3 separate regions of the Mus musculus genome follow, and all the other regions are linked to region 1. The links are chromatin contacts, called in public promoter capture Hi-C maps. All regions are on one chromosome and are shown on one strand. Each heading gives the region's core, a stretch centred on a gene start, on an enhancer-like site or on the middle of the called end of the contact. The rest is flanking DNA. Distances are from core to core; before and after follow the strand shown.

Evidence for each region. Promoter capture Hi-C pulls out the DNA fragments that hold promoters and counts their contacts.
Region 2: a promoter capture Hi-C map of cranial neural crest shows a contact between it and region 1. The contact joins the promoter of Frzb here to the promoter of Itga4 in region 1. A contact is called at or near these places in 4 of 39 promoter capture datasets (cranial neural crest, frontonasal cranial neural crest and liver).
Region 3: a contact with region 1 is called in a promoter capture Hi-C map of pre-B cells, with 2.5 times the contacts expected there. The contact joins the promoter of Dnajc10 here to the promoter of Itga4 in region 1. A contact is called at or near these places in 2 of 39 promoter capture datasets (cranial neural crest and pre-B cells) and 1 of 484 Hi-C or Micro-C datasets (B cells).

What each region holds. Positions count from the first base shown.
Region 1 is chr2:79,252,936-79,257,974 of GRCm38.p6, forward strand. Itga4 (integrin alpha 4) reads left to right here and starts at 2,491. Exons shown (of 28, transcript NM_010576.4): 1 at 2,491-2,921; 2 at 3,243-3,364. The coding sequence starts at 2,725.
Region 2 is chr2:80,445,137-80,450,175 of GRCm38.p6, forward strand. Frzb (frizzled-related protein) reads right to left here and starts at 2,260. Exons shown (of 6, transcript NM_011356.4): 1 at 1,227-2,260. The coding sequence starts at 1,704.
Region 3 is chr2:80,313,020-80,318,058 of GRCm38.p6, forward strand. Dnajc10 (DnaJ heat shock protein family (Hsp40) member C10) reads left to right here and starts at 2,447. Exons shown (of 23, transcript NM_024181.2): 1 at 2,447-2,786; 2 at 4,230-4,580. The coding sequence starts at 4,377.

The DNA.
Region 1 (5,039 bases), core at 1,241-3,740:
TATGAAAGCCTGTTTGAGTTGCTATCCTTTGAAGGAGGGGCTGAATTAAGTAATCTCCAAAAGACTGGGAGTGGGTCTCCATTGATGCCTCTACAAGGAACCCTTCAGTCTGCTGGTTTTCCAGGTGTGGTGTGTTGGGAAAGAGAACCCACATATTAGTAAGTAACTCTCACTTATGCTTCGGAAGAAACACAACCAACATATAGATTCCTGTGCTGGGTATGTCAACTTGACTCAACCTACAGTCACCTGAGAGGAAGAAATCTCAATTGACAAATTGCTTCCATAAGATGTGGGCTGTAGGCAAGCAAGCAAGCCGGTAGGACTTTTTAAATGTTTTTTTTTTCTTTTTCATGTAATGATAGAGTGTGGGACAGTCCAACCCACTGTGGGTGGTACCACCTCCACCCTGGGCTGGTGTTCTTAGGCACCATAAGAAAGCCAGTTAAGTGAGCTACCAGAAGCAAGACAGTGGGTTCTCCATCAGCTCCTGCCTCCAAGTTCCTGCCCAGTTTGAGTTCCTGTTTTGGTTTCCCCTTATGAAGTATGATTCAGGATATCTAAGGCAAATAAATCCTTTCCTCCCCCAGGTTGCTTTTGATCATGGTGCTTTGTCACAGCAATAGGAACCCTAACTAAGACAGTTCCCCAGAGGAAAGGAATTTCAGAGTCATGCCTGGGTTTGCCAATGGGACGTTAGCACAAGGGGTAGACATTGTTTCTATCTCCCCAATGGGAGGGGATTTTTAGCAGCAGGGCTGTTTTCAAGTCCTAAGGGAAGGAAGGAGGGTTGTCTTGGCTTGTTGAATAATACTTCTGGAAAAGTAGCAAATTGTAATCTGAATGATAGAAATGAGGACCTGCCCATTAGCCACTGTACAGCTATCAGTGCCAACCAGAGTTTCACCATCCCTTCCCTGCCTGTGGGGCTCAGGAGGCACGTGCTATTTTATTTTTCAGTCCCTCAACCAGGCTGACCGGCTCCTCCCTCGTGCCTCTTCTCAGAGTGTGTGGAGCCCAACTCAGCGATCCTTGCCTTCCAGCTCTCTTCAAGTGTTCCCAAACAATTAAACTTTATGGAGTAGGGAACTTTTCTTTTCTACTATCAGGCCAAAAATGTTGCTGGGTGCTCCTCCAGGCATCCTGCTGATTTGTTGTGGTGTTTCGAGGACTGGGGGCTGCCCACTGCATGAGATGATCTGACTCAGTGAACAGCGACAGCTGCGGGCCTGTGATTCTGTTGGTGTAACTGGCAGACACGGACTTTCTTTCTTTCTTTCTTTCTTTCTTTCTTTCTTCCTTTCTTCCTTCCTTTCTCTCTCTCTCTCTCTCTCTCTCTCTCTCTCTCTCTCTCTCTCTCTTTCTTCCTTTCTTTCTTTCTCTCCCTCCCTCCCTCTCTCTTTTTCTTTCTTTCTTTCTTTCTTTCTTTCTTTCTTTCTTTCTTTCTTTCTTTCTTTCTTTCTTTCTTTCTTGTCATTTGTCTTTTTTTTGCAACAAAGGTAAGAGGGCCAGCATCTCACCTGCTAACACTCACCAGCACTTGCCTCCTGCTCCAGCGTGAAAAGCAGGGAATGGAATATGGAGTGTAAGACATAAATTAAAAATAAAATAAAATTAAAAAAAAAAAGAAAAGCAGCACACAAGGAGTATGTTCAGCAGAGGCCCATCTCCTGGCTTAGGTGTGCTGTGACTCTGATCTCTGGTGGCTTTTTAGAAGCCTGTTATGACCTTGTCTTAGGCTGTGTCTACACATCTGGTGGTAGGTATGTCCTGGGGTAACTGAGTGTGTACATGGGGACTAGTTATGAAGAAGTGAGCAAGGGGTGGAGTCTGCTAAGTGAGGCAAGTCACAGAATTTCCTTAGCTTGCCTGGGTTTTCTGTGTTAGGCTATTGCCTGGCTTGCTCATGCGTATAGACTCTATTTAAGAGGAAGTGTATAGAGAGGAAGGAAGCCTGCATAAAAGGCTGCAGGCCTGGGAGTTTTGAAGAGACTAGCCATATACTTTTGTCACCAAATGCTCCAATAGGGCTGGGGCGGGAGGGGGGGGGGGCAGCAGTTTTGGCTTCTTGCAAACTGTGTAATTTCTGTATGCTACACAGCACATAAGTGACAGAGGAAGTTCTGGAAGGTTCTCCACAGTCTTAGTTCCCAAATTATTGGCCACTGGGACTGGCCCTGGAGGCCAGTCACTTGGTGAAGTCCCGCAAGGCATCAAGCCTTAGCCAACTTTCAAAAGGGAATCCCCTGATCTGTTTTGTGTTCCCCCAAGGGTTATTTTTGCTGGGCCCCAGAAGCCAGAGCCACTGTGTGTGATGTCTGCCAGGGTGTGAGTCCATGCAACCTAGGTCCCCTAGCGCCCCCTACAGCTGCTGCGGGGCGGGGATGGGGATCGGGTTGGGGAGAGGGAGGCCAGGCTGTGAGCCACTGCACCACACCCAGGACCCCACCCAGATCCTAGGAGCACCCGGCCCCTGGCTCCGGGGCCACAGAAACGGGGCGTGGGCCAGAGCCTGAAGCATCCCTGGCCACTACGATCGCTCCGCCTGTGGCCACCAATTCCCCTCCTCTTCTGGCGTCCCTCTCTCCGCCCCTGTCGCCTGCCAGCACCGGACACGCTGCTGCACTTCATCTCTTGGGGCGCTCTTCTCTTTGGCCAACCGTCGCATCCTGTGCAACTCTGGTCAGTGGCCGTTTTGTGTTGAATGTTCTCCACCAAGAGCGCATGGCTGCGGAAGCGAGGTGCAGACCGAGGTCCCGAGGGATCGCCCTCCGGGAAGCGGTGATGCTGTTGTTGTACTTCGGGGTGCCAACCGGGCACTCCTACAACCTGGACCCGGAGAATGCACTGCTGTACCAGGGCCCCTCCGGCACGCTGTTTGGCTACTCGGTGGTGCTGCACAGCCACGGGTCGAAGCGCTGGTGAGTGCGCCCTCCCCAAGAGGCATGTCACAGCGCCTCCGCCTCTGGGATTCCTTGTATGAATCAAACTTTCCGCCCTCCTGGGAGGTCAGAGAAAGACCTGGCTTCAGCCAGCTGCCTCACTGGAGAGCCTTGGAACTAACTTATCTTGGGATGGCAGCCCCCAGGGTGCTCCTGAGTCCTGGGTCTCCAGTCATGGGAAGAGGAGGTGGGTGCCACTTCCCTTGCTGACCACTGCACAGCTGTCACAAGCCAACACGGGGCAGAGTGGGTGGGCAGACTGGTTCACGTCTGAGCGAACTTGCATGGTTCTTGCTTTAGGCTCATCGTGGGGGCTCCCACTGCCAGCTGGCTCTCTAATGCCTCAGTGGTCAATCCTGGGGCGATTTACAGATGCGGGATCAGAAAGAATCCAAACCAGACCTGCGAACAGCTCCAGCTGGGTGAGTTGGGTCCCCAAAACAAGACATAATGAACTTTCTCCCCTTCGTGGGTCCACTGTTGGGCAAGTCCTGGAAGACACTATGATGCTGGTCTCTTCTGGATTAAAGTACAAGCTTTTCAATTTTAACCCCATGCCAGCTTGCTCCTGAGAGTATTTTCCTCTCCTTTGCTTGCAACTGTATGTGATCTCAGTATCTTCCAAACCTCTTTCAGGGGAAGTCTCATAGGGTGGCTTCTGGCAAGCTACCTTCTACCAGTCCTAGAACTCTTCCATGTGTAAAATCTGTTTCAAAGCCTTAAAACCCCTCTCTGGCTGAGGACCCAACTTCTCAACTTTGTTCTAGCGTGAGCTGCACATCAGGAATAGAAACTTTGATTGAGCCTATATCCCACCATGTAGCCTATATCCCACCATGTAGCTTATATCCCACCATGTAGCTTATATCCCACCATGTAGCCTATATCTCACCATTTAGCCTATATCCCACCATGTAGCCCAGGGATTTTTCTTCCCCTTCCTTTAAAAATGACACTACCTACCATAAAAGAATGGGAAGAAAAAAACAGCATGCCTTTTGTTAAAATCATAAATATAGGAGGTCTGACATATAATTACTAATTTTCCTCCCCTCAAATTCTCCTGTAAAGCAGGTCTGTCTTTCAGCCCTCGTTTCTGTCTTTATTTAGGTTTTCAGCAACTTGAGAAATGTGCGCTGACGGCAGAGGAGACAAGTTTCATGTTTCAAAGTCAAAAGCAAAGTTGCTGCGCACAGACACATGGGGAAAGAAAGGGGAACTAATATTAATTTAGATCTATCTTGCTCTCAGTACTGTTAAGCATGGCTGTGTATATTGCTCAATGTTTTCCCCTCACAGCAGCTCTAGTGTATGCTTGTACTGCTTCTGCTTCCTCAGGGCTCCCACACAGAGAGCTGCAGGTTCCTTCTTCAAAAGTACTTACCTAGACTCAGGGTTATCACTTCAGGTATACATCTTCAGTGAGGATAAAAACTAAATGAAGGGTTTTGGTGTACTGTCTGGAGATATGATCCATTATCGATGATGATGAGCTAAGGGTGAGAATTGCTACTTTTTATATTTATCTGTAAGTGGAAGGTCTACTTGAGAATACCTGACTTTGTCATAAACCTTTTCTATTCATCGTCGTTGTTTGTTTGCTTGTTTTTTGTTTTTGTTTTGTTTTTTTTCTGTTTCTTTTCTTTGCACTTTTACCCCAGCACCCATAAGAATGAAGGAGTTATGTGTACACTGGATTAAGCTACGGCTGACACTAAAGTACAAAGGATTCTGGGAGTAGGAAAGCACAGGGAGAGGCGAAGGAGGAGAAGGAGGAAGAGGGGGAGGGGAGGGAAGACAAAGGGGAAGGGGAGAGAACAACAAAACAAATTTTACTTAGAAAAAAAAACCCTACTATGAAACTTGATTCTTTATAAAAGAGGGATGGGCCTCTGAGCATCATTAGGCATCCCCTCTTCCAAGGGGCAGACCTGGGCTCATAGAAGACTCACAGACTTGTGCATTCAGAATGGTTACTTAAAAAAAAAAAAAGGTATTTTCATTACCTGAGAGAGTTGTGTAATGAGTGAAGCCTTGATCTGACAGCAGTTCCTCAAAGGGTCTCAGGAAAGAGCAGCTTCTTCTTCTATGGGCCTG
Region 2 (5,039 bases), core at 1,010-3,509, 1.2 Mb after region 1:
GGCCCTGTTGATTAATTAACTATGGACTGAGGACATGAGCCTAGTTTGAGCCAACTGAGAAACAGAACGAAATGAACAGAGATGGACCAACCAAGTGAAGCACACTTAACAGCAGTTGATCCTGGGAGAGACTGAAAGATGATGGATGGTTTGTTTGTTCAAGCGTTCTCTTTAAAGAACATGAAGGATAAAATCCAAGTCTTGGGTTACCTAGTAGGGAAATGATGAGTTTACTGAAAATATTCCACTTTGAACTGGATTGAGTTGGGGGTCAGGGGGTAAGGGTGGTCTTGAAGTTATGAATGTCACAATTAGACCAAACATCGGTGAGAAAACAGCTGTGATTAAACCCATTAAACGTAGAGCTAAAATACAGTTCGGTAGTGGAAAAGGGGGTGAACGTGTGGGTCATGTATACACACACAGTATGGGTGGAATAACCGGCAAGATTGAAAGCAAAGTTATATAAGGCTATGAAGATGACATGGCCCAAATATAACTCCACTCACCCATATGCTATATACAAAATTACTTGAAGGCACGTGGGCATGTGAAAAGGGCCTGCTATTTTCGGTTCCCCAGCTATCTGACTGAAGTGAGCAACCGAAGTTAATTAGCAGGGCATAGCAATAATGTCCCATAGCTGTTTCATTCTGGATTGGAATCACCATCTATTTTGTCAAGAGAAGGGGAAATCTGTTGAAAGGCGATGGCAACCGACGAAATTGAGCTCTGAGCAGGCACATGTCACTAAGAGATTTCTGTATTAGCAGTTTATTTAGACTAAATTAGCACTTTTCATGATTAGAAGAAAATAGGGTTTTTTGTTTTTCTGATGTCTCCATACAATTGTAAGCCGTGAAAACACTAACGATCGAGATTGCAAAAGAATGCACCAAGAAACAGAAGAAACTCCAATGTCGTTAAGAGTAAAGCAGCTAAGCCCCACACGCAAAGAGTGGGAAGGGAAGGGGCGCTTTGGAGGTTGGGTGTGAAGTGTAGGGAACGGATGGATCGCTCAGATCACTTGTTGGAAGAGACTGCGTTTGTCTGGGAGAATGATAAAAGTGAATTTTGTTTTGTTTTGTTTTGCTTTTAAGTAAAAGAATAGGATTCAGTAGAGGAGTGTGCTTAAGGGGAAAGGTAAGGGCTCAGCGCAGAAAGCAAGCTAGCCGATAAAGACAAATAACTAACTTCTCAGAGGTCGGGCAAAGTTCAGGACTCACCCGCTCCGTCCGCGGTGACGATGGCCTCAGGAGAGATGCACACGCCGCGGTCGTACACCGGCAGCTCGTCGCAGGCCAAGCTTTCCGGCCACGAGTGGCGGTACTTGATGAGAATGGGCTCGCAGCCCTGTCGGGCGCGCTCACACACAGACTTGCAGGGCTTGATGGGCTCGTGCTGGAAGTCGATGGTGCAAATGGGTGCGTACATTGCACAGAGGAAGAAGAGAAGATCCGGGCTGCAGTGGGTGCCCAGCAGCCCTTCGAACTGTTCCATGGCCAGGATGGCGTTAGCCTGGGTGCTGTGGTGCAGGTGGTTGGGCATCTTGGTCATGTTCCAGGGAAGGGACTTGCACAGCGGGATGCGGACAGGCTCACAGGCTGCAGCCTGAGCTCCGGGCACCTGGAGCAGGCAGAGAGCAGCCAGGACTAGCAACCCGGCCCATCCTAGCAGCATCCGTCCCGGGCCGCAGCAGACCATGGTCCCAGCAGGATGGGGCAGGGCGCAGCCGAGCGACGGACGCGGGAGACACTTTCGTTCCGAAGTCTCCCCCTGCGGTTCCGAGGGGTGATCCCAACGACCTGGGGAGCTGCCCCCACCCCTGGGACAATCACAGTTCTCTTGGATCCAAGTGCTCCCAGGTCCGGTCCACTAGCTTGGCGGAGCCCGGTGCCTCGCTGCGCCGGCTGCTCTTCCCAAGCGTCTAAGCCTCTAGGCGAGGCAGCATCTATTTATTCCTCTCGCTCTGGCAGAGACATCAGCCTTAGCACATCAATCAGATGAGGGGGCAGAAGAGGAAGCCAGAGAGAAATAAAAACAAAAGTCAAATTCAGTTAAGGGACTCGGAGTTCTGGGGTGTTGCAAAAAGGTGTTGGAAGAAGCGATAAATTCTGCAAAGTGAGATGGATAGGGGACCTCCGAGGGAGGAGATTTGGTGGGGGTGGGAGGACTAATGGGAGCGGAGGTGGGAGTTTGCCAAGTCCTGCAGGGTCGGGAAGATCCTGCGAGCGGCCAGAGGAGCTCAGAGGAGGTCAGCGCCTTGGCTCGCAGCTGCGCCTTCCCACCTCGGCCGACAAGAGCTCCGCCCCGCGGTCCCCTGCCCTCCGGCTCCTCCTTCCGAGAAGGCTTTGAGTTTTCAGGGGACTGGAGTGTGAGACCCTGTCTATCTGTGATGCTGTAGCCCCAGGCAGCTCCCGACAGGAGCCGCACACCTTTCCCCACTCCACCCCCGGCTCTGGATCCATAGACGAACCCTTGGTCCCCACGGGAGAAACGGTCTCAACGCACCACAGAGATGCGCACCCCTGTATCCCGCCCCGCGAGCCCACACCGTCCCTCGTTGCCCGCAGCTCTTTCCTCACAGCAAACCCGAGCGCACCTCCGCCTGCAGAAAGTCAGACAGGAAGGCGCGAGCAAAGTCACTTTAAATGTCATGTCGCAGAGATAGCAGCCTCCTAAGAGCAATGGCAGGACTAATGACTTCGGGGGGTCTGTGATTGGAATAACCGTGGAGAAATTGACCCTCACAAAGGGAAAGAAATCGCAAGAGAACAAATAGACCCACAGAAACGTGGAAATGGTGTGATTCCTCCCTTCCCTCCTTCTTTTTTTTTCTTTCCTTCCCTTCCTCCCTCCCTCCCTGCTTCCTTCCGGGTTTTTCTTTGCCCTGTAGAATTCGAACTTTTGAGTTTTTCTTTTTTAAAACCGAAGCGTGGAGCCCACTTTAAAGCACTTGGATTCCGCCCCCCACCCCCAGAGTGTTCTTACTGAAAATTGCATTTATTATCTAACTCTTCCCACGGGCGGTTTCTTCTAACAGGGGAAATAAACGTGCAAGCAAAATACCCCACACAGGTAATGATAATAGTAAACAGGAGAACGGTTCCCATCCAGATGAGTTCAATACAGAGGAGAAAATAGAAAACAGATCCCTCCCAGGCTACGCCTCCCAGAAGTCTCCTGTTTCCACCCCGGCTGCCCCCTGGCTTTAAGAGCATTGTACGTGGGAAGTCCTGCCGAGGCCCAACCACTGAGCCCCTTCAGAGGAAAACCATTGAGCAGAGGGATTGCAGTGTCAGAAGACAGCGGGAGCACAGAGGCAAAACCTACAACAAAGCCGGACGTCACTAGAGCAGCCCTGATTTACCCAGCCTTCCGCACCGCCCACCCCCCTGCTGTCAATACTAGGCAGATAAAGTCTGTCTCTACTTCCCAGAGCACACAGTAGGATACGGCTTTAATCCCCTGCGCTGGCTCAATGGCACTTAGGGAATGTCAGTGGCTGACTTGAGTTTATGGAATTTTTATCTCTAAAATGATCATTACCAGCGGTTTGTGACTTCAATGTTTTCGGAAGGAAGTGTGTCTACTTCATAGGAAATCAACAACAGATGGTGGCTAGGGAGCCATTTAATTAATAAATAAACTCTGGCTGATGTACAATTATTTGGTGTCATATAAGAAAAGAAAGCCAAACATTATATAAATTAATTCAATGAAAAATGGCAAAGCACACACACACACATGCACACAAACACACAAACACAAATACTGAAAGGGAGATTTATAAACAGTCACTAAAAGAATATTTAGAAGCTTTATTAGGTAAAAGAAATAGGGATCTGTAAAAAATTCGAAGGTGAACGATGAACTCAAGAGGTTGTTAAACATATTTTGTGTTCATCTCACATTTTTTAGGAAGAAAGGAGTAGAGTGTTTGATGGTCGCATTGCCACAGGTATGAATGAACTTTGCTTCAGAGATAGATACCCACTTACCACCAAATCCTCTCACAAGCTCTCCCCTTCCACCAACCTCCCAACTTCCCCCTCTCTGTTGTTTTGCTTAGTTTTGTTTTTCTTTTTGTTTTTGAAATAGCATCTCACTATATAGCCCTGGCTGTCCTGGAACTCAGTATATAGACCCAGGTAGCCTGAAACTCACAGAGATCTGCCTGCTTCTGCCTCCCTAGTGCTAGGATCTAATGTGGGCACCATCACAACTGGGACTTGCAACTTTCCTTTAATCCAAATTAGTTTTTACTAAAACCAGAGATGGATTCGCATTCCTCCCAGAAGAGGATGTGTGCACCTGTCTGTCTGCTCCTGTGCCTTCTCTCTATTGTTTCTCATAAACATCTGTCATGTGTGCACAATATTCTTCGGCATCTGCCAGTATGTTAATTATCTTTTATATTTTTTGTTCTTTCTGCTTTCCTAAATGGCTTATACAACTTTCAGAAGAAGACAGTCTATCTGCTCCTTTTGAAGAAGCAGTGGGAAAACTGGCTGGTGGAAATGGAAGTCCAAATATCTTAAGGAGATAAACCACTTGAGAGGAGACTTAATTCTCAAAAATTTGTGATAACAAAGAAAACACAAGTTCAAAAAAATGTGCATTTTCTACTAACAGGTGAGCTGTATCCCTAAAATAAGTACCTTCAACAAACCCAAAATTCGGAACATTTCAAGAAAACTGAAACCAGGTTGGTATTTTAGAGAAATCAGAGCATTCATAATCTGTTTTGCTTACATTTTTATTTTATATAGTGTTATTTAAATGTACTTTAACTGACAGTAATCTTTCTATAAACATGGAGGACCAGAGAAATGGCTCAGCAGTTAAGAACACTTGCTGTTCTTCCAGAGGACCAGAGTTTGGTTCCTAGCACCTACATCAACAACTTTTAACTCCAGCTCCAAGGGATCTGATTATTCTTCTGGACTCTGAGGGCCCAACACACGCACACGCACACACACATATACACGCACACGCACACACACATATACATGCACATGCACACACACACAAACACA
Region 3 (5,039 bases), core at 1,197-3,696, 1.1 Mb after region 1:
CCTTAGATCTTGTAATCAAATATCATCTTCAAAGTAATCAAGACTTCTTGGAGAAACAGCTCCTGTCAGTACCAAAGCAGGAAGAGCCCAGAATGACCCTAGAAAATCCTACTGTGTACAAAAGCATCTAAGCTTAGAGAATGGTAAGATTGGCAAGATGGCACAAAAAAAATTTTTTAAGAGTTTCAACTGGCCAGATATAAAACTACTTAAATTTCTAAGTAAAAGAGAGTAACAGGTTTGATCAATTTTATAAAACAGGAATCTATGAATCCACAAAAATACAATAAATAAATCGAAAGCTTAACAAGAAGAATTTATTTCTCCAAGTAGCTCCCTACAAAGGACATCTTATTAAAAGTAAAATGTAACTTACATGGAAAAAAATCACAAAAATCCTCCTATTCAAGTTATTTACCACTACCAACAATGGGAGAAACAAAAATTTGAGACCATCAGATAAGACAGTGAGAATACAATGCCATTTGTTACATGTCTGTCAAATGAACACAACTAAATCAAATCATGAAGAATCCTCAGTCACATAAAAATAGGATCTATCTATAGTATCTATAACACAACTGGCCTGAATTCTATACAAGTTTAAGACCTTGAAATCTGGGAAAACTGGATAAACATTTCTCATTAAGGAAGTCTAAAACACGATTGTGCTAAACAGAAAAAAAGAAAAATAGCTCCTTACTAGATCCTCATACTGGGAAGTCTTACTGATAATTGGAAAAACCGGAATCTGACATTTGTGGACTAGACACTGATAATGTGTTCACAGAAACTTCCCATATTCGAAGGTTGTACTTTTAAAAGAAAGCATCCCATCTGTGAAAAAAACACACACTAGTTTTGGGGGGTGGGGGGGGTCATGGGAGAAGTCAACTTACTCCCAAACTTTTGAGAAAAACAATTTTTTTGTACTACAACATTTAATTCCTTGTAACTTTAAGATCATTTCAAATTAAGCAAAGTCATCCTTACATAAAACATTTCATCACTTAAAACTCTTCTTCAGCTTCCCATTGAAAAGGGGGAGGACTTTTAAGTTTATTTTTAAAGATTTGTTTATTTTTATGCACATTGGTGTTCTGCCTACATGTCTGTGCAAGAGTGCCAGAGCCTCTGGAACTGCTGTTACAGATAGTTGTGGGCTGCCATGTGGGTGTTGGGAATTGAACTCTGTCTTCTGGAAGAGCAGCCAGTAATCTTAACCACTGAGCCATAAAACCTCTTAAAATGAGCTGAAAGCTGTTGGATGGTCGTTTCTACCTTTTGGTCTTACTGTGATCTGTGTTTCATATTTTTTCCTTCCTAATTACAGATATATTTGAATAACTAACAGGCTAATGTGTCCCTCTATCATCCAATTTATTAGGAGCAGAAAGTCTTTGCTCTTGTTACCCACCAGTACATATCCCAGAGAAGAGAAAATGTTTTACACACTGCTTTAAATTACTTGTGGCATGCTGCCTGTGTGTCTGTGTTTTCTCTGCTTTTCCTTTCCTAAGCATCTCCTTTGAATCCTCCCTTCAGGAGTTGCAAACTATGTAAGATGCAACTCCAGTCCTTTACAATAAAGCTTTAAGAAGCTTCCTTACCATCTAAAAATATAAGTTGAAATGTATTCACTATGGTAACAAAAACCTATTAGTTTCCACTTGATTCTTCAGTTCTCTGTTTTGCTTTTAGATTTTTTTCTAAGGAGTTTTGGATCACCGTGGCATAATGAACTAGGTTGTTTAAGTGTTAATCTTATTTTCCTCAATTTTTAGTTACCCATTTATTTTCCATTTTGACATGTGTATGATAATCAGCTGTATCTCCCGAGAATATTTTAGGGCTGAGTTAACGCGTGTGTACTTCGGCCAGTTCCTGGTACAGGTTAACAGCTGCTACTTCAGGCTCTTTCTGATATTTCTGCCTTTGTTCGTTATACTTCCGCTTCTTTCCTACAATATGTTGGTTTAGCAACAGGTCCTACAGCCATAAAATTATTAACTGACATCTGGTTAACTACCCAAAGACTCACTATCAATTTCTACTTATTTCAAATCACTACCACCAGCTTCCATCACTTCCTCTTTCAGGGACTTTAATGTGTCTACTTCAACGGTCAAAGTGTCATGACTCAAACACTGCAGTTTCTGTAACAAATCCAGTAAAGGAGAGGATCAGAAGGCAGATTCACAAATCCAGAAATCCTGTAGAACGCTTCATATTTGTTGATACATAAAAGTTGTAAACAATTTTATTTCTAGAAAACTTTAATTATTCTGTCCGGTCCCTGGCAACGGGGTCAATTCAGACAAGTTCTCCACTTTCTGCCAAATCTGCCCTTTCAAGGATACCCACCCTTTAACCAAACCTCCAGAGAGCCGGATCTCTCCACCCGGGTTTTCCCGTCGCCCTGGCAACGGGACCGGAAAAGGCGGGCTTCACACCCTTCCTTCCGCCAGCGGTTGACTACGGCCGCAAGATGCCTGTGGGCCGCGCTGCGGGATGCTTCCCTATCTCTGGCTAGGAGCGGGACCCGCAGCCACCGCCGCAGCCACACAGAAGGCCACGTCAGCCTCGGCGGTCCCACCCGTCCCTCCCTGCTGGCCACCCGTCGGCCTTCGCCCACGCCTTTCCCACAATGCCCCGCGCCAGGCCCCGCCCCGCCGGCGCGACGGGAGCGGCAGAATTGCTGCTGCGCGCGTTCGCAGGCAGCGTCCGGTCCTGCCGGGTCCGGAGCTCGGCGACCTGAGGATGGGGCAGTAGCTGAGGACGCCGAGGTGGGCGCGGGCCGGGCTCCACGCACTGCGGGGGCATCAGGGAGGGAGGACGCCAGACCCATCCCACCGCCTCGGTGCCCCCATTGCGCCGGGTTTTCACGGCCCCCTCCACCCCACCTCTGCGAGCCCCCTTCTGCTCGCACTTTCTAACTCGGGGTCTCTCTCCCTGGTCCGACCTGGGACCTCAAGGCGCACCCTTGCCAGCCCCGTACCCTCTGTCTTTCGCCTCTCCCCGATCCCGCTCTGGAGCGGTGGCAGCATCCCTCATTAACACTGCGTTTACCTGCAGCCTCACTGGCCCCAGGCTGTTCAGTTATTCCCAGGCTTTGCCTGAACCCACCCTAAGCCGAGGGACACCTTATCCCAAAGTCGCCTTTGTTGAGATTTGTTCTTCATTTGTTTTCCTTCCTGATGGTTGTCAGTCTGGGTATTTCTGTTTTACTGTCAGTATATTTTACAAAGGGCTATTAGGGGAGGCGGGTGAAAAAAGGGAGTTAGACGTGAGGTGAGGCCTGTTCCCAGGTAAGGAGAAATACTTAGAAACATATCCGGACTTAAGGGAAGAGAGCTGAAACTGAGGAGGTTAGGGAAGTTAGATCTTTTTTTTTTCCCCCAAAGCATTTGAAGATATTAAAGAGGACTAGTTTAGCTGTAAGGTTAAATGTTAGGGTTTTACCCTCAAGCAATGCCTGGTGCTCTTTGTTTTCCTAGTTTTTACTCCAGACAGGAGCTTTACAGTGAAATTGCATTGATTTGCAATTATTATAAAATATCTTCTCTTGGTGCTAACACTTTAGAGAACTTGTGTGGCCTGCTTTTTTAAGTTATCTATTTTTATACTGATGTTCTTAAACGGTTATGTAAAAAAGTACAACCCTCTTGGAAAAGCTTCATGCTTCCTTGTTTTTCCCTCGAAGGCATTCTCTACAAATGAGATTAGATTTAAAAAAGGAACTTGATAAGCTTTCCAGGCGTGGAAGGAGCTGAAAGGGAGGAGGTATTAGAAAGGGCAGCGTGCTGGGAGAGAAAAGAAATACTGCTGAGTCTTATCCTGGTAGCATCATATTGACCAGAGCCTTTGTGTCTCTGTCCCTGTCTCTCTCAGTATCTCTGTCTCTGTCCCTCCCTCCCTCCCCCATCTCTCTCTCTCTCTCTCTCTCTCTCTCTCTCTCTCTCTTTCTCTCGCATATGTGTGCCTGTGTTTTTCTTGAAAGCTAGCTAGCTACTACTACTCATTACCTTTTTCCTGCTATCAGTGATTTTACAAACATGCCTACCTGAATACAGGGGCAAGGGAGGGTCCTGGAGAATAGGGGTTCAAAGCTATTCACAGGGATGTGACCTTCAGTGTGGAAACTGTATTACTGGCTGTGTCGCTTGACAAATCATGCTATAAATGTTAAGTCTGAAAAGTATTTTAACTGCCTGGTTTGCTCTCTTTAGGTTAACATTTCTGAGCTGTGTTCCCGAGATGCTTGATTGACCCTTGAAGTTATGTGGACAGAGATTCTCACGTGTGTCTATTTTAACCACCGGACCCAGCATTGTATCTTAATGTTCACATAAGTCAGAACTTTCATAAGAAAGAGAATGGGAGTCTGGTTAAACAAAGATGACTTTATCAGAGACTTGAAGAGGATCAGTCTCTGTCTTCTGATACTGTACGTGGTCGTTGTGGTGGGCACAGATCAGAATTTTTACAGTTTACTTGGAGTGTCGAAAACTGCAAGCAGTAGAGAAATAAGACAAGCCTTTAAGAAATTAGCACTGAAGTTACATCCTGATAAAAACCCGGTAGGCAAACTTTCTCTTTTAAATATCGGGATATTTATACTGATGTGCTTAAACGGTTATGTAAAAAAGTACAACCCTCTGGGAAAAGCGGGTTTTCACTCTTTTTAAATCAGTGAAATGCTTAAGCATACTGTCGGAAATTGTAATTTGGGAACTGTAGATGTAATTCAGAAGTAGCGCCCTTACACAGCAGGCACACGACTCAGGGGTTCGATCCCCACCACCTGAAACCCAGTTCATCTGTTAAAGTAAAACCAGGAGAAGCCAAGTACAATGATTTTGTTGGCATCAGATACATAGTTACCTCTTCTCTGTAAACTGATTTACAGCAGAAGTAGAGACACTAACCCCCAAGTCTTGTCTGTGAAGTGGTGTTCACACTCAAGTGGGTGATGAACCCATAGAGACAAATCTGCCCTCAGAATTCAAGTGTCCTGCAGATGTGACAGCAGTCACTAG